Linked DNA regions of Mus musculus: region 1 is linked to region 2. The links are chromatin contacts, called in public Hi-C maps. All regions are on one chromosome and are shown on one strand. The core of a region is the stretch at or near the end of the contact, and the rest is flanking DNA. Distances in the headings are between cores, read along the strand shown.

Region 1 (2,850 bases), core at 106-2,605, 43 kb before region 2:
CATTTATAGATGCAGCACATTTTGCTTGTACTCCGACAAAATGCACACTTCTTAAACAGGATGCAAAGCTTGTTCTCACAGTATAGCTGTTCTCAAACCTCAGCCCCATCCTGCAGAGATGTATGTGAACTAAAGATTTATATTCTTTATATATTCGTTATTTTGACTCCCCTCAAACAATATGCCTCCACTATTATCAAGTTGATTTTACACATTAAAAAGAAACATATTCAAAAATTAAAATGGAATTTCTAAAATTTCAAAACACACAAAAGTTCTTAGTAGGAAAGAAAGATCACAAAGACAGTGCGTGGATCACAGAGACATGACGTTTGTCATGGAGAAAGATAAGGTGACAATGTATAAGGTGGGTGGGCTGGAGGATGAACACAGGATGTGTATAGTTTGCCATGAAAATAAAATGCTACCCTTAAATTTAGAGTCTAATTTTACAGAGGCAGAAAATGTCTGAAATGTTATGTCTTGATATCACAAAATGTAGGTTAATCAAGAAAAACATTGGAGGTCAATAAATGGAGGGTCGCTGTGCCTGCACACTTAGATCCTATCACTTGGGTCAATGATGCAGCCCTTGCCTCCTAATAGTAAGAAGAATAATCACATGTGGATGGAGTGTGCATAAATCAAATTGGCTAAGTTCTAGGAAATGATTAGAATGATTTATACAAAAGACCAAGGAAGAAATTAAAGGAATAGAACTGGCAAAAAAAAAAAAAAAAAAAAAGATTGGAGCCAAGACATCCCTTGGTAGTTACTGAAACTATAATGCTGCAAATCCACCTTGCTCATATGTTCTACAAGGAAGCCATTGAGACACCATCCTGCACCATGACAAAGCTCACTGGCCACTAATAGCACTATATGGTCACACAGAGCATCCGATACTTACATACCTAAATACTGGACTTTTTGTTGGTATAATATTTTTATCTTTGTCTTTTAGAGCCTCTAACTTATATATTTCTTCAGTATCAATAAATTAACTGATCAACTTATTTCAAAAGAAGTCTGTCTAAACCTGTTCATGCCTGCATCAGTCACAGAGCTGTAATGGAGTAGTAAATATTTCCTAACAAATAAGTAATTCTGTTTAATGTTCAAAGTGAGAAAGCTAAAACCTACACAGAGGGTGCTACGATGAAATACCTCTGTGAAAGATGAAGGTAAGCAAGCAACCTTCCCCAAATGATTCCTTTAAAACAAAGACCAGAGCACGCAGATCCTGGGCAAAGGGCATGAGTTAGGGATAAACTTGTAGTCAGAGTCGAGAGAGACAGACAGACAGACATATGTATCCCTTTTTTCCCCCCTAGTTTGCAGAGTTTATCTAAGTGTACTTTTTACTTCCTCAATTCCCTATCCAGTTCAGAAAAATGGAACTTTCACAGCAATGAATGTATGGCCCTAAGATAAATTTGTAATTAATTTTTATAAAAATGGTTAAAAGATATTTTAACTTCAATTTTCCTAAAATCTCACCGTGTTGAATTTATCACTTATGTTGAATATTTTAATGGTTTTATCAGGTAATATTTAAGAATTACATTTTCTAGTATTTATACTTTTTATACATTTGCCACTTTTATTGGTCTATATATAATTTTTAACTTGGACGTTATTTTAAATGTTTATTTTTGACTAAAATCCTTCTATAGTTTTTAAACATTAGGTATTGATCACATGGCCCTAACTATACTGAACTAAACTCAAATTTTTTAAAAAACCAACTGAATTGTTAATTCCAGTATTATGCAATAACTGTGAGTATATTAATATTGTCTGTTGAGAGCTGTTTCCTAATAGACTCAGAAAAGCCAATTTGTGTCTTTCCTAATCACAGTTATTACAGCTTCCTGTCAAAAGGAGAATAGACGACTCCAAGCACAGAGAGGAGTCTTAGTGTCTACAGTGATTAAGGAAACTGTGGCCTGCGGTCATCCTGAGAGTTAGATGTTTGCTAACTTCTACTTCTTCTTCATACTTGACTGTAGTTAAACTTCATGCTTTGATTTCTTACATGTGCCAACATTAATGGCCTATATACCATTTGCTTGGAAGAGTTTTAAATGTTTACTTTGACTAACATTATTCTTTCCTTTTTTTTTTTTAAATGGGTGTAGAACACAAGGTCCTACCACTGTGTATAACAGTGAGCACAATTTATAATAAAACACAATAAAAATAAATGCTATTACCCTACTATAAACTATAACTTAATAAGCAGACAAACCTGTGGTGGCCGAAGCCTCTGCTTCCCGCAGTTTCGGCGCAGCTAGCAGCTTTTCTTGCAGTGATCGTTGGGCAAGCTGCGTGTCCCATTCTTCCAGTTCCTTCTCAAAGCGCTGGTTGTCCTCCTCAACAAAGTCTCTCAAGTCTGGAGGTAAGGTTTCCATTCCAACAAGGGCCTGCCCAGTCTCTTTATTAAACTCCTCTGAAAATCATATTTCAAAAACTAGTATAAAATTAAGAAGTCACGGAAAAATGCAAAGTTCAAAATAGAATGCATTTCAAGTGGCATATAAACTATATACTATTCATTATTACATACAGTCACCATAGCAAACATTACCTACATTTTCTTAAAAAGTCTAAAAGTGCTCAGAAAAACAAAGACATAACTATTAGAAAAATGAGTCGAAGGTTTCTGATAAGTTCCTAGAGTCTGAAGAGTAGCAAGGAGAGGCAATACAGAATTAATTAAAATGTCTGGTGATTCTAACATGAGCCTAACCTCACTTTGCTATTATAAGAAAATATCCAAAGTCTGATTATGCAGGAAATAACTGTTTCACCAAAGTCAGAAGCAATCTCTGACTATGTTAAGCTCAA
Region 2 (3,033 bases), core at 508-3,007:
GCAGAAGTAAGTTTAAAATTGATAGCCTTGGGGAAAAAAATCCATCCAAATACCAGTACATTATACCCTTATATGTGTGCCATGCTAAGATTTCAGAAAAACATTGCAAACTCTTCAGCTACCTACTCTCCCTGTACTACCACTGTGAGGACAAGGCTACTTAGTAGACAGGCTGGCTGGATACCACTTGAGTAGATTACATCATCTTCTGAGCAGGTATACCCATTTGTAAGATTGTCTAAATTAAAATAATTTCATAAGTCAGAAGTACAGCACATGATCCTCTCATTTATAAATGTTTACTCTCTAAGAAACTACCATGAAATTGATATACATATTATATATACATATATGTTTCTCTGCATCCCAAATACATGTATCCTATGGGGTTTTACACACACTTTCAGTCCTTGAATGGTTTGTAATTCACTTCATCATGAAAATACATTCTAAAATTTAAGTTTGTAGCCGGGCGTGGTGGCATATGCCTTTAATCCCAGCACTCTGGAGGCAGAGGCAGGCGGATTTCTGAGTTCCAGGCCAGCCTGGTCTACAAAGTGAGTTCCAGGACAACCTGAGCTATACAGAGAAACCCTGTCTCGAAAAAACAAAACAAAACAAAAAATTAAGTTTGTTTACAAGTACATCATTTAACCCAAAGTCTAGTTGAATGACAATGCAAAGATTTTAATCTGCAAAGGAGAAATGAATGTTTTCATTATGTCTTTATCTACATGAAGTTAAGTCCAGGGGAATGTTGTATTTTGTGTGATAAATGAATTTTATATTTGTCACCAATAAAGACTCCTAGGCTCAAGGGGGACAGTTGAGTAGGAAAACCCTGAACAGGAACTTGAGGAGACCTGGGTGATCCAAAGGCTGTTAGAAGGCTGCCTCACATGTACTAAGGCCTGGGGTTTCATCCCCAGGACTGAGAGGAAAGAAGGAGAAATGAATCCGAGGAGAGTTGAAGCAACAAGTTGGAATGCAAAACCAGAACTGTACATTGCACCGCTTGTTTTCGGGGAACCCCAAGGACCGGAGCCCCCTAAGACGGGAAGGCACAGATGAGACCTCGGGGAATCTCCCAAGTCCAGCTTCAGCACCTGCTGTCACTGGTCATGCCGAGAGCCAAACCCCATCTTGTCACAGGCTGGGCTGGCACTCACTTTCCTCACACAGCCCTGTGACTCCCTTCCTCGCCTCCCTCAGGTCTCTGTTCAAATGTCACCTCACCCAAGAAGCCTTCTCTAAGGACAGAGCCTAAAATAGCAGCTCCTGGTCCCAACCACAGCCACACCCATGTCGCCATCCTGGCCCGGCAATTCTGTTCTTTGTCAACTTCTGAGACCTCGCATTCCCCTTCCGCACTACCCTCCACAAGCAGACATTGTATCTTTCAACGGCTTACAAAGGCCCCTAAAATTATTGAAAATCTGTATGTATGTACCAAAACATATGAAATTTAACACCCAAATATGAAACTGAATTTTAAAAGTGGGCTATGTGTAGTGACGGTAATAAGATATGAGTATATGTTCCCATCTTCTACAAAGAGGACAGAAAAAGCAACACATTTACAAACTACTTTTATATAAACAGACATACACTCTCCAGTTCCTCCCTACTGTAAGTATTACGGTAATGCACTGTAGTGCTACTGTAAGTATTACGGTAATGCACTGTAGTGCTTGAGCACTGCACAGGCCTAGAAAACAGAAGCTGCACTTGCAAAAGAATGCAATGAATTTAGAAAGTTATCCAGGCCATTCCACAGTCCACATCTATTACCTAACTGGCTCTCCACGCCCTGGTGGATCTCATCAGCTACATCTTCAGACCATCCTAACCTATCTCTAACTTTGGCTGTCGGTGAATAGCCAATATAGTTTCATGCAACGGAAACTTCTAGACAAGAGTTGTAACTTCCATTGAATTGATTTCTTGTTTTCCTACCTAAAGTTGCTTTTTTACAACTGTGAGGAATGGGAAAAGGTAAGTATCCTTAGAGGTGAGAACACAAACTCTGCTCCCACCACCATCTAAGCTATAAGCAACCTTGGCCAAGCAACCGACAGTTCCCTAAGTTCCAGGGTACACAGTTCCGCTTACATAAAGGGAGGACACCTATAGCAATTCAAGTGTTTGAAGAGTCTAGTATAGTACTTAATTAGAACCTGTGTCAAAGCATTGTGTCAGTTTCTCTAAAGGTAAATAAAGCCATATTACTTTCTACGGAATGATTACCTACCCAAATCCCTCTTATCTTTTGATCCACATTTTGATTGCTCAACTGTGGTGCATCTTGCTCTGGTGGACATATACTGATTTTGTCCTATTTTGAAAAAGTTTAAAACAATTTAATAGGTGTGGTATAAAAGTGTTAATATTAAGTTTCAAGCTGGGCAAAACCCTTTGTAAAAGTCATGGCTAAAACAGTATGTGCCAAGACCCAAAACCATGACAGTTACTCTTTTGACTCTTACGTACAATTATAATAGCCAATACTGTGCACTGTAGTTTAGTCTAATTTAGTTGGCTATGTGGGAGGGTCAGAGGCACATGTCAGGTATACTCGCCAATTCCATCCCAGGCTAGTCCCTAAGACAGGGTCTATCATTAAACTGATCTAGGCTGGAAGCCAACAAGGACCAGTGATCCTCTTGTCTCTGCCTTCCACAGCACTGGAATTACACAAGCTTTCTATGTGGATTTAGGGATTTCAAACTCGGACCCCCATACCTGGGCAGTATACTCTGCAGCAGTAGATGATACTGCCATGATCTCATGGAATTTCATTCCCAATGTAAGCTGAAAGCTGGAGGCATTCCTTTGACATTGTGCATGCTAACGTAGGTCAGGATTATCCAAGTTATGAATAGGTCTAGAGTTTTTGCTAATTATATGGCAAATAACTTGAGCCTTCTCCCGGAATACACCACAGTTTTAAATTACAATAGCAAATGCTACCAATGGGCACCCAGTTCAGTAACTCTGAAGTTCAGAGTACAAGTGTCCTTGAAATTATAATTT

What was found. Hi-C and Micro-C count contacts between places; a contact is called where the count stands out from the background.
Region 1: a contact with region 2 is called in a Hi-C map of bone marrow, with 1.8 times the contacts expected there. The contact joins two enhancer-like sites. A contact is called at or near these places in 2 of 15 datasets of contacts at CTCF or cohesin (CD8 T cells and the NIH/3T3 cell line), 13 of 484 Hi-C or Micro-C datasets (the C10 cell line, CD4 T cells, CD8 T cells and 10 more), 1 of 115 datasets of contacts at active chromatin or transcription factors (bone marrow-derived dendritic cells) and 3 of 9 other capture datasets (adipose tissue, liver and pancreatic islet).

The regions. Positions count from the first base shown.
Region 1 is chr16:77,083,351-77,086,200 of GRCm38.p6, reverse strand. Usp25 (ubiquitin specific peptidase 25) reads right to left here. Exons shown (of 24, transcript NM_013918.2): 17 at 2,252-2,452. Among named protein-coding and RNA genes, the nearest start is that of Usp25, 71 kb to the right of the region's middle. Within about 2 kb of position 1,355, at least 25 of the 459 cell types and tissues checked have an H3K27ac peak or open chromatin away from gene starts, as enhancers often do. A contact at or near this core is called in bone marrow and granulocyte-monocyte progenitors, where this site is marked.
Region 2 is chr16:77,040,420-77,043,452 of GRCm38.p6, reverse strand. All of the region lies in intron 3 of Usp25 (ubiquitin specific peptidase 25), which reads right to left. Among named protein-coding and RNA genes, the nearest start is that of Usp25, 28 kb to the right of the region's middle. Within about 2 kb of position 1,757, at least 20 of the 459 cell types and tissues checked have an H3K27ac peak or open chromatin away from gene starts, as enhancers often do. A contact at or near this core is called in bone marrow and granulocyte-monocyte progenitors, where this site is marked.